Regions from separate parts of the Mus musculus genome. Here region 2 is linked to region 1. Evidence: chromatin contacts called from public HiChIP or PLAC-seq data. All regions are on one chromosome and are shown on one strand. Each heading gives the region's core, a stretch centred on a gene start, on an enhancer-like site or on the middle of the called end of the contact. The rest is flanking DNA. Distances are from core to core; before and after follow the strand shown.

Region 1 (7,729 bases), core at 3,246-5,745:
CCACTGCCCAGCACTTGAGTCAGTTTTAGTTGGACACACTAGATGAATCTGAGTAGGGGGTTTGTGCTCTGAGAATGTTGCCCTGAAGCAGGGCTGGGCCCAGGAGCCACTCAGAGCCTGTTGAAGCTGGTTTTGTTGTTTTTTCCTAGAGCCTTTTCCCAAGTCCTGACTCTTACCTGGTCGGGTTAGCTAACACAGAACCAGAAGCAGAAGCAAGCCACTTTTTTTCCTCCTCATTTCCAGTGTCTCTAGCTTCACAGTCTGAGTCTTAGAGAACCTGACCTAAGGTTGAACTCAAGTTAACTAACAGGCTGGTACCTAGCATCAGTTTCCAGGTTAGCCCCCAACAAGACCTGTGTCTACCAGTTTCCAGGTTACACTCCCCCCACAACAAAACTTGCATCTAGCACCAGTTTCCAGGTTATTCCCCAAGAGTTCGCACCCCCCAGGTTACAAGCCTGCTTCTGACACCTCACTTCCTAACAACCACTATCAGAAGGAAAACAAAAGTTTATGGTTTGGATCCTGCACCAGCCAATTGTGTTAAAGGCCGTAATGCCCCCCCCCAGTCAGATGTGTACCAGGCTAGACACCCCTTTCTTGCCTCTATAAATGCTTGCTTGAAACTAGGTAGGCTCAGGGATCTGCCTTCCTGCCATATCAGGGCTGGCAGGGACCCCAAGGTTGAGCCTGAATAAAGAAACCCTAATTTGACTGCATCATATTCAGGTCCTTGGTGGTCTTTTGGGGTTCACAAACATTTCATGGCACAATACCCTTTAACCCTAACCTTTGTGCTTACCTTGATAGTTTGGGAGATACAATAGAAATTAAGTCCTGGGAAACTAGTGACAGCACACTCCACCCTGGGGCAGGGTGGAGCACAGCATTTGCATTCTAGGTCACAAACTCTTCTCTTCATTGTTAAAATATTTACTTTTATTACTTTAAAAACTTGTATTTTGGGGCTGGTGAGATGGCTCAGCAGGTAAGAGCACCCGACTGCTCTTCCAAAGGTCCTGAGTTCAAATCCCAGCCACCACGTGGTGGCTCACAACCATCTGTAATGAGATCTGACTCCCTCTTCTGGTGTGTCTGAAGACAGCTACAGTGTGCTTACATATAATAAATAAATAAATCTTAAAAAAAAAAAAGAATCCACAGTCTCTTAACTGTAGGTCCTGTAATTAAAAAAAAAAACAACAAACAAACAAACAAACAAAAACTTGTATTTTGTCAGGCGTGGTGGCGCACGCCTTTGGTCCCAGCACTTGGGAGGCAGAGGTAGGTGAATTTCTGAGTTCAAGCCCAGCCTGGTCTACAGAGTGAGTTCCAGGACAGCCAGGGCTACACAGAGAAATCCTGTCTCAAAAAAACCAAAAACCAAAAAAAAAAAAAAAAAAAAAAAAAACAACAACAACAAAAAAAAACAAAACCCAAAACAAAACAAAAACAAACAAAAAACCAAACTTGTACTTTGGGGCTGGAGAGAGTTAAGAACACTGACTGCTCTTCCACAGGTCCTGAGTTCAATTCCCAGCAACCACATGGTGATTCACAACCATCTGTAATAGGATCTGATGCCCTCTTCTGGTGTCTGAAGACAGCTACAGTGTATTCACATACATATAAATTAAATAAATCTTAAAAAAAAAAAAAAAAAACTTGTATTTTTCTTTTCTTTTCTTTTTTTTTTTTTTTTTTTTTGCTTGTTTGTTTTTTTTTTGTGACAGGGTTTCTCTGTATAGCCCTGGCTATCCTGGAACTTACTCTGTAGATTAGGCTGGCCTCAAACTTAGAAATCCACCTGCCTCTGCCTCCCAAGTGCTGGGATTAAAGGCGTGCGCCGCCGCCGCCACCACCACCACGCCTGGCTTGAAACACGTCTTTATATGGGAGGTAGAAAGAATGCTAACAGCTGGGTGGCAGGAACTCCAGCCTGTCATGGTGACAGAGGTTAAAAGCCAGGCAGGGCGTCACTCACCTACAGTCCCAGCACTTGGGAAGCTGAAACTAGAGAATCCTGATCTGTTGGGCGGGCGGGCGGGCGGGCGGGCGGGCAACACAGGGAGTTTCAGGGCAGTCAGGGCTACATCATGAGACCATCTCTGAAAACCAGAAAAATCAAGCAAGCATGCAAGGAAACATACAAACAAAAATGTGAGTTCAAAGGTTAACTGTTTAGGAGAGTGCTAACCCCAGGGTTGGGACCAGAAATGGAAGAGCTGATCTTGAGTTCCCTGTATGAGGAAAGGAATGTAAATCTGCTTGGTCAGCTGGTTTTCCACCTGGGAGTTACCCGAGCTTGATTGACTGCCCAAGGGAAGGGGGTAGAAGCAGAGGGAGAAGCCAGCGATGATCCTGGATCCTCAGGCGGTGCCACAGAAAGAGGACAAAGAGGACATGGCCACGGTTTTTTGTTGTTTTGTGTTTTGGGGGCGTGTTTTTGTTTTGTTTTTGTTTGTTTTTCGAGACAAGGTTTCTCTGTATAGCCCTGCTGTCCTAGAACTCACTTTGTAGACCAGGCTGGCCTCGAACTCAGAAATCCACCTGCCTCTGCCCCCCCACCCCCCAATGCTGGGATCAGAGGCATGCACCACCACTGCCCGGATCATTGGGGGGGGGGGGGTGTTTTGAGACAAGAATTTTCTATGTTCCCTGGGTGGGATTAATACTAGCTCTTCCTCCTACAGACCTGTGGCATGGGCCAGCTCAACTGAGTCTCTGTTGGGGGGGGGGGTTACTTTGTGCCTTTACACTGAAACCGTAGGTGACCCAACCACATGCAGGACTCTCTCCCATCCAAGAGTTTCTTCTTCTTCCTCCTCCTCCTCCTCCTCTTCTTCTTCTTCTCCTCCTTCTTTGTTTTTTCCAGACAAGGTTTCTCTGTGTAGCCCTGGCTGTCCTGGAACTCACTTTGTAGACCAGGCTAGCCTCGAACTCAGAAATCTGCCTGCCTCTGCCTCTGCCTCCCAAGTGCTGGGATTAAAGGCGTGTGCCACCATGCCTGGCTTATACAGGTCTCTTTAAAAAAAAAAAAGAAAGAAAGAAAGAAAAGAAAAGAAAGGAAAAGAAAAGAAAAGAAAAGAAAAGAAAAGAAAAGAAAAGAAAAGAAAAGAAAGGAAAAGAAAAGAAGAGAAAAAAGTAAGAAAAGGCGCTGGAGATGTGGCCCAGCAGTTAGGAGCACTGGCTGCTCTTCCAGAGGCTCTGGACTCCTAGCCCTCCGGTGGCAGCTCACACTGTCTATAACTCCAGTTTTAGGGGTGATCCAACACCCTTTTCTCACCCTGACACACTTGTGGTACACATACATACATACTGACAAAACAGCCACATGTGTAAAATAAAATTTTAAAAAGAAAGAAAGGGAGAGAGGAAGGGGCTTTAAATCTAATCTGAGAGAGAGAGAGAGAGAGAGAGAGAGAGAGAGAGAGAGAGAGAGAGAGAGAGAATGAATACCAGACAATGAGAAAAGAAAGCAAAGCCAGAAGTCAGCACCTGTCTGAGGGCCTACGAGGTCACTATTGTCTCACGTGAGGGTCAGGGCTCTGCATATCTGCCTTGATCTTCCCACTAATAAGCCAGAGCTGGTGGCGCGTGACTGCCCAGCTGTCTTTGATTAACTCCGGAGCTCTGCTCTAGAGCCCGAGTCCTCACCTTGGCGTCGGGATCACAGCAACAAAACAAAACAAAACCAAAAACAAAGAAAACAAACCAAAACAAAAAAGCCAACTTCTTCAGTCTGTCCTCTCAAAGGAGCGAGGTAGACGAGGTAGACACCTAAGGGTCCTAGGCTGTGAGTCATGAGGGTCCTCAGAAACACCCGGCATGCAGGCTGATGCTCTCTTTGCAGGGAAGCTGGTGAGGTAATGAGGCTTGACCTTGAAACTGAGCCCCGGGCTCAGTCTTAGGAAAGTAAGGCTTATCTGGGAGGCCATGGAGGTTTGGTACTTTTGCCACTAAAGCAGTGAAGGACCCCCGGCACACCAAGATGCGTTGCAATGAAGAACTCACACACCCTGGAGGGGCCGCAGGTGGTATGTGAACTTTGAATGACGGGGCAAGGGACATGTGCAGGCCATGCCAAAGGGATACTCACAGACCGCCAGCCTCCATTCTCATTTTCTCTCTTTCGTTTTTGTTTTTGTTTTTTTCAAGACAGGGTTTCTCTGTGTAGCCCGGGCTGTCCTGGAACTCACTCTGTAGACCAGGCTGGCCTTGAACTCAGAAATCAGCCTGCCTCTGCCTACGGAGTGCTGTGATTAAAGGCATTACCACCACGCCCAGCTGCCATTCCCATTTTCTATGTTCACACAGTTTGTAAGTTCTTTGGAGAGCTTCCAAGCGGCTGAGGCACATAAAGCTCTGAGGCTTGAATGGGCTGGAGAGACTGCATAGCAGTTAAGAGCATTTGCTGCCCTTGCTGAGTGAGGGCCAGGGTCGGATTCCAGCACCAGCATGGCGGCTCGCAAGCATCCGTAACTCCAATCCTGGGCATATGACGCCCTCTTCTGGCTCCTACTGGTACTGCATGAGTGTGGTGCACATACAGACAAGCAGGCAAAACATTCATACACGTAAGATAAATATGAAATAAAAACTTTCCGTGACTTGTTCTGTACTTGTGTCTGTCATTAAGTTCAGAGTAAGACACAATAAGCGTCAGGATCAGGTTTTTGGTTTTGAGTGGCAGTACATGACTTCTAATCCTAGCACTGGTGGATCTCTGAGTTCAAGGCCAATCTGATATACAGAGCAAGTTTTAGTATTTCCAGAGCTACATAGTCAACCTTGTTTCAAAATCAAGAGGAGGAGGACGGGAAGCAAAGGAAAACACGTGGGTGCCAGCATTCTTTAGCAATCTGTTTCTTATCTGCAGCTAGAGGGTGACCAGTTGACTCAAGCTCTTGTTACCATGGTTTCCCTGGTCAGCTCCTCCTCCCACAGAGATGGAGTTGTCTCTGGACTTGAATCACAGTTGACAGGATGATTTGATCAATAGATCGTAGCAGTAGTATTCAGGCTGTGAAACAATCCTGTGAAGTGTAGATGACTGCTTCGTCCAGCTCACAGTGAGCCTTCTGTACTGAAAGCAGGCAGAGCTGTGATTTACGGCCATCTCTGGCTACCTTTACTTCCTAATTTATTACCCTGCCAGACTCTCTTTAAATAAACTATTTGCTGTTGTTTCTGTTATCTCAAGACAAGAGTCTCTCTGTGTACCCCTGGGCTGTCCTGGAACTCACTCTGTGCATCAACCTGGCCTTGAACTCACAGAGACCTGTCTGTCTTTGCCTCCCAAGTGTCTGGCAAGGGGCTATTTATCTATTTAACTTTTTAGCTTTTTTAATGTGTATGAATATTTTGCCAGGATGTGTGTGTGTGTGTGTGTGTGTGTGTGTGTGTGTGTGAGAGAGAGAGAGAGAGAGAGAGAGAGAGAGATGGAAGAGTGTCTTAAAAAAGGGAAAGAAGCCAGGTGATGGTGGCGCATGCCTTTAATCCCAGCACTTGGGAGGCAGAGGCAGGCAGATTTCTGAGTTCGAGGCCAGCCTGGTCTACAAAGTGAGTTCTAGGACAGCCAGGGCTATACAGAGAAACCTTGTCTTGAAAAACAAACAAAAACAAAACAAAACAAAAACACGCCCCAAAAACACAAAACAACAAAAACCCATTTCATCAAAGAAGATATGGGGGGCAAGGGGAAGAAGAGCTTGTCTTGACTCTGGAGAAAAGTGAATGTCTTCTGAGGGAAGACATTCTAGGGTCCTGGGGTTGGCAGTGAAACAAGCCTCAACTAGCAAGGCAAGCTCTCTCTGGAGGTGGTGTGCTCAGGCGGAGGGATCAAAGATTTCCCCACAGACCAGGTTCAGAGGCCAAGAACAGCTCACAAGTAAAAGCTACAAGCCACCCAGGCACCGGGCACAAGCTGAGAGACAGTGCAGAGCTACCAAGGCTGTGCCGCACTGCTGCTCACTGGGACCAGGCACAGGGGGCGCCTCTGATAAAGACATCTGTTACCAGGCTTAGTGCAGGTCAGTCATCCTAGTCACTGGAGACACAGACAGCATGAGGTCATAACCTAAAGACCCATAGTAGTAGTGGTGGGACCCTTTCTCAAAATAAAAATTCTAAAAAAGGAGCTGGAGAGATGGCTCAGTGGTTAAGAGCACTGCTCTTCCAGAGGTCCTGAGTTCAAATCCCAGCAACCACATCTGTAATGGGATCTGATGCCCTCTTCTGGTGTGTCTGAAGATAGCTGCAGTGTACTCATATAAATAAAATAAGTATTTTTTTTAATTCTAAAAAAGAAGAAAAATTAAACTATTTTTCACCATAAGTTGTTTTGTTGTTGTTGTTTTGTAAATTGGGCTGAGAGATGGCTCAACAATTTAGAGCACTTGTTGCTCTTGCCGAGGATACAAATGCAGGATCAATTCTGAGAACCTGTGAGATGTCTCGCAATCATCCATAGCTCCAGTCCCAGAGCACCTGACCCTCTCTTCTGGCCTCCATGAACACTGCACGCATGTGGTGGTACACACACCTACATGCACTCACACAGATAAAACAATGAAGTCTAAACCAGGATCTATCTCCTGTAGACCAGGCTGGCCTTGCACTTGGTAAGTAGTAGAGGCTAACCTTGAACTCCTGACTCTCTTGCTTATACCTTCCAGGTGCTGGGTGGCAGGTGTGGGAAGTACCACGTTCATTTGGACGTAAGAGGAATAGAATTTTTTTTCCATTTTTTATTAGGTATTTAGCTCATTTACATTTCCAATGAATTTTTTTTTCCTGTTCACTAACTTCTATCCCCATCCTTCACGATGGTTGGGCTTTGTCCCTGCATCTGTAACTGTCACCAGCAAGCGTCCAGGCCCAGCTGCCCCCAATCTCAAGCAGAGTAAAGTCTGCCCCATAGGACACAGATCCACTCCAGGTGGTCTCTTCTCACAGTATTGTCTAGCCTAAACCCACAGGTTGGCAAAGCAAGCCAGAGGCATGACACAACGCACAGGCAGGAGAGAAGTGTTTAGACTGGGCAAGCAGGTAAATCAATATACAGACACATTTTAATAACACGTTAAGGTTTTAATGTGTGGATGTGTGTGAGGGTGTGTTGTGTGCGTGCGTGTGTATGAGTATGTGTATATGAATTGGAATTAACTCAGTGGATAAACTAAGACAGGTGACGTCCCAGCTAAAGAATATAGTGACTCAAGGGACAGACTTGAAGATGTCCAGAACGCCACCTTGCCACCTTTAATCCCAGCACTGGCAGAGGCAGGAGGAGATCGAGGCCAGCCTGATCGACAGAGCCAGTTCCAGGACAGCCAGAGCTACAAAAAGAAACCCTGTCTCAAAAAAAAAAAAAAATTAAAAAAGACATGGAGGATTCTACAGCTTATCAGAACTCAAAGCAGGTGATAGACTGGAAAGAAATTTATTTCTTCAGAATTGCTGAAATCTTCTGGTACTCCAGAGCCTGCCACGTGTCAGGAAAGCTAAGGGAAAGAATAGAAAAGAGGCACAAGAAAAGAAGGTCTCAAGAGCAGCTAAAGAGAGTCAGACCGCCCGCCCGCTCCCTCCCTCGCCGCCCGCGTCTCTGCAGCAAGGGAAGCCGCCGGGGAGGGGCAACACATAGGGCTGGGACTCAATTTAAAAGGCGGGAAAACCCATTATCAAAGGTCACAGACTGGCCTGGGCTCAGCAGAATGGTGCATGGTTA
Region 2 (7,729 bases), core at 2,764-5,263, 160 kb before region 1:
AGGGGGCCTTCAGCACCCCGGGAGGTTGCATTGCTGCTGGGGTCACCTGGCAGGGAAGGGGTGAAGGAGGAAAGAGGGGGAGGGGCTGAAGGAACCATCTGGATATTGGGTACACCCAGCCCTGGGGGTCCCCATGGGCTTCCCCAGCAGTACCCAGGCCCCTTAGGTACCCCACATTCCCTCCCCCAAACTGGGATGGAAATCCAGGTGTCCGGCCTCCAGCTCCCTGCCATGTGCCCCCCCCCCTTCTTTGACAGCACTGATTGAAGCAGTGACTTGGCTAATTAGTTCTAATTGAGTCTTTTCCTCATTTGGCTTCCACTTCCCTCCCACCCTCCCATCCTCTCTTCTCCTCTTTCCTGTATAGCCGCCCCCAAAGCGGGAGAGGGAGGGCGGGCAGGAGAGGGTGAAGGCAGGGCAGCTGGGGTCTGGGAGCAGAGGCAGCAGTGCCTGGGCTCCTGGTTCCTACCTGGTATGGTGTCCCTCCCAGGTTCCGCGCTGTGAGCTGCCCCTCTGTCTCTCTCCATGGGCATTTCAGACACAGGTTTTCGGGGTACAGCTCCTCCTCGGGGACCTGAAGATGGGAAAGACGTGAGTGAGAGAGGGGCTGAGAGAACTGCCCCAGATTTGCATGTACCACCTAAACTCAGCCCTTAGCAGGAGTCCCCTGTCCCCCACTCACTTTGTCCCACTCGCAGAAGCACCTTCATGCCTCTGGTTAGGCACACGCCTCCTTGCAAGCTCTCAAGGCCTTCCCGGGTCCCGTCTGATGTGGCTGAGAATAAGAGCAGAAGTAGAAGTCATCACTCCTAGGTCCAGCCCTCCCCTGTTCCCTGGGGGGGGGGGGGGAGGGAAGCACGACTGAATGCCAAGGGAGCATTACTGAATACCCAGTGGTGGATTCCAATGGCTCTAACCTTCCTCCCCCTCCATCCCACGGACACTCTATTTGCCCCTGCTCGACGTCTGGCAGTACCAATTATGTAGTAATCGTGGTGGGATCGGAACTCGTGGCCCCAGAGGTTAGGGCTGTATTCCTGGAACTTGATGGTGAAGCGGAGGTCCAGGTCTGGCCGGTCACATGTGAGAAGAAGGTTTGGGGCAGGGGGTGCCTCACAACGCCGACCCTGGGCACCCTCTACCAGGTACAGTTTGTAGAACTCATAACTAGGAGAGGAGTGGGGGCCAGGAGGCCGAGCCCGGGGACAAAGTAGATCTAGCCGGTCCCCGATCTGAGGATAAAGCACGTAACCGCCCTCTGCCTGGAACCTACAGGGAAGACAAGGTAGGCAGGGAAGAGGTGTCAGGGGTGTGGCGCCCAAAGCTTTCCCTCTCTCACTCCCAACCACCTCGGACAGCAATTCTTAGCTCCCGCCCATTGCCTTTGTTTGAGTCCTGTGTTCAGTAAGCCCGGGAACTAAGGGCTCTGCAAGCTCACATCAGAAGCAGCAGGAAGCCAGGCTCAGAGGTCTCTTGCCCCTTGGTGTGCCCAAATGCACTCTTCAGCCCGCCCTCACCACATGCACACTGCCATCTCCCGCTCCATCACCGGTGCCGTTGCCATGGCAACAGGATGCCAGTTACCAAGGAGCTGGCCTCTCTGGAACCACACAGCCTACCCCTCCCAGGTGATTTCACTATTCCATGGCATTCAACCATGGGGATGGAACCTCCCCCTCCTCCAGGCCACCACTGAATTTCAGGGCAAAGGGGGCAAGGTATAGGTTGGGGTGGTGGTGGTGGGGCTGGGATCTGGGATCCAAGTTAGTCAGTTAATGAGACATGAAGTAAATGCTAGTTTGGCAATGACCAAAATGGGGCTGATGAGAATGGACGCATAGATGCCAATCACTCTGATCATTCTTCCTGCGTTCCACCTTGGGGCTTAAACTTTCTGAGGAAAGTGTTCTCCAGTTGAGGAATTGAAGTAGTTGGCTTCTGTCACTACAGCTGACACAAACTACTAGCAGCATCTCCATGCCCAGTTAGCCAGGGAATGGATGGGCCCAGCACAGCCACAACCTGCCTACCACAGCAAGCCCCTGCCTGTGCATCCACAGTTGAAACCCGGTTCCACAAAGCTGTTGCCCAGCATCTTCCCAGATTCGTACTGACCAGCTCCCACCCAATACCCAAAAGAACCTCAGAAAGCCCCAACGCCTTGTCTCTCTCAACCCTAACAGGATAGCCCATTTATATCCTCAAGGTATACTTAGTGCTCAAAACTGCAGCCAGGAGTTGCTGGCAGGTGGGAGAACTTGTGATTGACTATTCCCACTGAGATATAGGAGGGAGAGGAGGTACCAAGATTGGAATAGGGCAGGAAAGCCAGGAAGCAAAAAAACAGAAACAAACAAACAAACAAAAAAACCAATCCTACCTCTCCTTTCATGAATGAGTACATAATATGTCCAAATACCTTGCCTCCAATCCTCATAACAGCTGTAAGGACTGAAGATACAAACTCAGAGAGGTTAAGTGACATGCCTAAGACCACACAGCTTTCTGCAAAGAGCAGGGCTAGTGTTAAGACCAAGTGCCTGATAAAGTCTCAGGTCCACTCCCCCCTCCCATGACCTCTCACAACCGCCCCAGCGAAGGAGGAAGTTTCTGAAACACAGAACTCTTGGGCTGGTGGGGATAGGAAATGTCATGGAGACAAATCACTTAGATGGCCTCCCAGAGGTTCTGTCTGCCCTGTGTGACTGACTGACCCTTGGCCTCTTTCCAAGCAAAGCTAGCATGTCAGGGACCGGAGTCCCCGATGGGAGAGTTTGCGGTCGGTCAAGATGACTGGAGAGGCCAGTGGCACCCTCAGGACTCCCAGTGGCAGGAGAGAAGGAGGGGGCTTTGAGGGGCCTCCAGAAAGAGTCCACCAAACCAGGAAGACAGGACCATGTTCTAGTTGCCAAACTGTTCAACCAAAGGGTCAACTAGTCCTCTGGCTGTGAACACCAGTTGGGAACACAGACTGAGAGTCAAGGAACCTTGGGTGGGTTGTTCTATAGCCCCAAACTGAACCCCCTTCCCCCTCATCTGCAACACCGAGTGCCTCCTGGGAGCTAGGTGTCCCTGCCCTTCTCCTCAGTGCCTCAGCAGCACCCATTCAGCACCTCTCTCCCGAGAGCTGACATTAACCAGGCTCCCTTCAACGCAGATGACACAGGTCTCCTCCAGAGCCAAATAGCCACTCCATTGCCCTCCCCCTGCCCGTGAACTTTATCTTTGCCCCTTTAAGATCTCCCAACTCCTGACACATGGTATCACCACCCACAACCAGCTCTGTGAGACTAGGAGTCTGGCTCTCAAGATCATTGCTCTGTCTTGTAACCTGTCACCTCACCTCAGCGCTACAGCAAGCACCCTTCTGCCAGCCCCCTCTCAGCTCAGAATCCTAGCCCGGTTAGTCTCAAAGCTTCCATATCCCTTATCCATGGGACTGGAATCTCCTCAGTCCCAACCACTCACCTCTTATTCGCCGAGTTCCAGTAGACAGGCTCCAGGCTGAGTCCAGATACCAGCCCCGCAAAACCTAACAGCAGCAGGGCCCCGACTTGCACACCCCCTGGCCCAAAATGGGGGGCCCCCATGACCCTACCAAGGCCTGGGGGCGGGGCACCAACTCCCCCAAAGTCTCTCACCCCCAGGGGTGGCTACCACGCTGTGGAACCCCAGTCACCCTGGTGGGTGGCTAGTCACCCCCAGCTCCCACAAGGACCCTCTTTTCTGCGATGCTTGCTCCCCGGCTCCAGAGCGCTCAGCCCCACAAGAACCCTTGCAGGGGCCGTCTGCAGGCGCCTTACGCGCCCCCGGCCCACGCGCCGCACCTCGGGATTTGTGCGCCCCGCTACGTGGGGGACATGGGGAGCCGAGGGCCGGGCGGGGGCAACATGAGGCGCCGGGCAAGGGAGCGAAGAAGGAGACACCGAGCTGGAGCCCCAGCCTCGCCGGGATTGAGGGCAGCGGGCTAAGGGAGGAAACCAGTCCCGAGCCCAGGAGGGGGGAGTTAAAGGAGAGGCGGGGAGGGGGAGAGCATGGTGGAGGGAAAAACCGGAGCTGGAGCACAGTCGGAGCGGGCGTCGCATCCCGCGGCCCACGCCCCCCACACCTCCCTCACCTCGCACACCTCCCGTCCGCCACCCCGCCTCGCTGCCCGGCGCGGTCTCTCACGCCCCCTTTGTCTCTGGCAGTGTCCGTCTCTGGCTGAGTTTCTACTTGCTTTCCTTCCTGCCCTCCGATTGCCCGAGCGTTTGGAATCTTCCTCGCTAGCATCCAGAAAGGCTCTTGCCCTCTCCACCCCGAAAAAACCTTCCCCCTTTGCTCCCCGCAGCCTACTCCTCTCCCATTCCAAAACAACACCGCGGCTTTCCAGGCGGTCTGGAGAGGATAATGATAACCTTGAAGGCTAGGCACTTCACAAAGTAACGCTAAGTTGATGGGCTACCTGTGTGAAGTGGGAGGGGGTAGAGCTATCCAGGTTGAGAGGGGACCCCGTGACTTGCCCAAGGTCACACGGGGAGTTTAGGAAAACCCCGAAGACACAATCTAGGCTGCTGAACTCCCCCTTTCCTGGGGTTCATTTTGTCACGGTTTCTTGGACCCTTTACTGTTTTCTGTGGATTAGACGAAGAGACCAGGGAGTAGTAAATTTTGGCCCTTCTTGGGTGATCACGGAGAAAAGTATGACTGGGAGAGGAAAGGGGGTACCTATAACCCCAAAGCAGCAATCCACAGGAAAGGCTGTTTCCAATTATCCTGGGGGAAGGGAGGAGCTGCCTTCTTGGGTGTAAGAAGCAAGGCTTTCAGCACCTCCCGGCAGGGGCGACATTCCTCTCCTTCCAGCCCAATCCTCCACAGGCTGCTCCTTTCCCTTTGACTGTGGTCCCCACCATGGCCCCGTTGACAGCATCTCTTCAAAGACTCTCATTCTGGGTATTTGACAAGGTGTGTGGGGAGGAGGGAGAGTGGACAGATGGAGAAGCACGAAGAACTACCGAGCAAGCCCCTTGCCCGAGCGTGCGCCGCAGTCTAGAGGGAGTCCAATAAGAAGCAGCTGTTTTTCTGTTTGCTCCTTCCTGTGTGTCCTTCCTTTGCCTACTGGGGTGCAGTGGGACACCGTGTCTTGCACCCTTCTCTTCTGCAGCTGCATGATAGTAAACAGGGCGGTGTGCAGCCATCAGCACTGACTTGTCTGTCTGTCACTGTCTGCTTAGTCTCACAGTCACACTCAATCGTCTGCCACCCCTGCTCAGGCCAGCTCACTCTGACCCCTGATGCAGCCACCTCAGGAGTGAGATTTTAAACAGGTTTGCTCCTCAGTTTACCAAGTTGCCTAGCAACCACACAGTCAATGGCATGAGACCCCACCCCCACCTGCTTGACTTCACACCATGCTCAGCACCTCATTGGCTCCTGCCTGGTCCCACCCCTCAGCCCCTTGGTTTTGGGAACAATATGCCAGACCCCACAGATGCCGGACAAAGGAACCTACTACCACCAGTCACGTGCCACCCCGAACAGACACAATGACTCCAGTGTGACACAAAGTCTTTATATTAACTCATCCCCACAGCCTCTGTCCTTCTTTGTCCCTTTTCATCCTGGTCGTCAACAGGGCTACTGGGGTCAGGTCCCCCTCCACACCACCAGAGCTGAAGCTGACATTCGGGATGGGCGTGGCACAGGGAGAGCAGAGGAAGCTCCAGCTCCAGCTCACCTTCATCCCCGCTATTGGTGGGCTCAGGGAACACGCGCTGGCCAGAAGCAGTGGCCAGTAGAGGCAAGGTAGGGTGAAGGCTGGAGAAGAGAGCAGTCGGTCAGCACCTAGTTCAAGATAATACCCAAGAAACCCACCTTCCTCCCAAACCCTAGCCCCAAGCTCCTTCAGGGAATGAGGACCTGACTCCGTTGGTGCAGTCCTTCTGAGGCAGAAAAGTCACCACGGGTTCCAGCTTGCTGTCGTCACTAAGAGCTCCACTGATATCCCACACAGAGACAACTCCACTGGTGTTGCCGCTCACTAGGAACTGACCGCTCCTGGGAAAGACGGGAGATTTGTAGCAGACAGGCATGACCCTTGGGGTAGAAGCCATTCCTATGTAGTGGCCTAGACCCCTACGGCAGCATTCTGACATCCTTGCTTGAGCCTGGAAGGGGCCAGAGCCACTTACGGGTCCAGATCAAAGTAGATGCGCTGATTAGTGGTCACTTCCCGACTCAGAGACCACAGGAGGTGGCCTGGCTGCCGGAGATCCCAGCACAGAAGTTCAGCATCCTAAAGATAAGAACAGGGGTCTGGAGTCAGCCACTCTCTCTGCTGACTCCACCTCAGCCTCCCTGAGTCCCTCAAACTTGGCACATTTTAACACGTTACAGACAACATCCCCACTCCTGACTACCCACATGCTTTGGGCTCTGACCAATACCTTTCGGGCTCCCGAGAAGAAGAGATTGCCATCAGGGTGAAAGCAAAGGTGGGTGATACCCCCTTGGTGGCCTCCCAGCAAGGCAAGAGGCGAACCATCATCCCAGGCATACAGGCCTATGGTGCGGCCGTAGGAGCCACAGGCATAGAGGGGCTGGGATGGACTGAAGGCTATACAGGAGATGATACCGCTCTGGCCCTGCTTTTTGGCTGTGGAGGAAACAAGAGAACAGTTAGTACAGGGCGTTACCTAGCTAATGGCCTCCACCCTCCACCGACATGCTGGGACTCAATCCGCCGCCATGTTTGTCACAAGCAATCTGACGATCTCGTATGGTTCCCGGGTCACTCAGTTCCCTAAAGAGCCTAGCGCCCTTCTTCCCTCTCACATCCCACTTTTCCTGGAAGGGATGAAGAGCTAAAGGCCTACAGGAAATGGGACTCTCCTTCCCCTTCAACTTTCTAAAGTTCAGTGGTACAATGCCTGTCTAACCCAACAGAAGAGCCTGGGGAGGGCTCCCTCTATGCCCGGAGGCTGCTGTCTCCTTCGGATGGACTTGTGCCTACCAGGCTTGTACTGTCAACAGGTACCCAAGCTCACTCGAGGCCCCCCCCACAGGAGCTACTCTTTCATCTCCCACACCTTGGAGGCTTACCAAATGTGGCTCGCACCTCACAGTCTCTGCCAGGTCTGGATGTGGAAAAGACACGCACAGTCCGGTTGAAGCCACAGAAGAGTTGGGAACCATCCGGGGAGAAACAGAGCGAGTGGGCTGCTGTCAACTCATCCTAGGAGCGAGAGAGGGCTGGAGACAGGCCTGCAAAGTTTCAGTTGTCTGCCAAGGAGGAGGGCTGGGCCACGGCGAGCACAGGGCTGGACAGGACAGGGAAGTCAGTACCAGGTGGTTGTAAGCGCGAAAGGAAGCCCGTAGTTCTCCAGTGAATGCATCCCAGATGTGAATCGGGTTCTCCCGGCTGCTGCTGGCCACACTGAGGGAAACACGGATGCTCAGACCTGGCTCTGACTGTCAAAAGGGAACCAAGTGCCCAGCCCTCTCAGCTTCTGTCAGGGGACACACTTCGCGCCTCCTCCCTCCCTCCCTCCCTGCCTCCCTCCCAGGAGCCCTTCTTGAAACTGGGTGTGTGGGCTGGGTAAGGAGATAATGGGAAGGGACCTCGGTGAAGTGCACAGGAGGGTCATTACCACTTACTAGGAGGTGTCTGGCTGGGTGGAGGACATCAGAGAATACCAGCAGTAATCATAGATGGTGTCGCCCTCCACCATTCGAAGGACAGGAACCTGGA

What was found. HiChIP or PLAC-seq counts read pairs in DNA pulled down with a chosen protein or histone mark.
Region 2: an H3K27ac HiChIP or PLAC-seq map of embryonic stem cells shows a contact between it and region 1, with 9 read pairs. The contact joins the promoter of Efnb3 here to the enhancer-like site in region 1. A contact is called at or near these places in 2 of 39 promoter capture datasets (both in embryonic stem cells), 1 of 15 datasets of contacts at CTCF or cohesin (embryonic stem cells), 4 of 484 Hi-C or Micro-C datasets (Sertoli cells and embryonic stem cells), 4 of 115 datasets of contacts at active chromatin or transcription factors (all in embryonic stem cells) and 2 of 9 other capture datasets (adipose tissue and liver).

Annotation. Positions count from the first base shown.
Region 1 is chr11:69,711,191-69,718,919 of GRCm38.p6, forward strand. No RefSeq gene overlaps it. Among named protein-coding and RNA genes, the nearest start is that of Tnfsfm13, 19 kb to the left of the region's middle. Within about 2 kb of position 4,496, at least 75 of the 459 cell types and tissues checked have an H3K27ac peak or open chromatin away from gene starts, as enhancers often do. A contact at or near this core is called in Sertoli cells, adipose tissue, embryonic stem cells and 1 more, where this site is marked.
Region 2 is chr11:69,556,224-69,563,952 of GRCm38.p6, forward strand. It overlaps Efnb3 (ephrin B3), which reads right to left and starts at 4,014. Exons shown (of 5, transcript NM_007911.5): 1 at 3,469-4,014; 2 at 977-1,269; 3 at 683-775; 4 at 470-574; 5 at 1-46. The coding sequence starts at 3,590. It overlaps Wrap53 (WD repeat containing, antisense to Trp53), which reads right to left. Exons shown (of 10, transcript NM_144824.3): 4 at 7,636-7,724; 5 at 7,324-7,414; 6 at 7,081-7,213; 7 at 6,426-6,634; 8 at 6,171-6,274; 9 at 5,899-6,036; 10 at 5,531-5,796. The coding sequence ends at 5,556.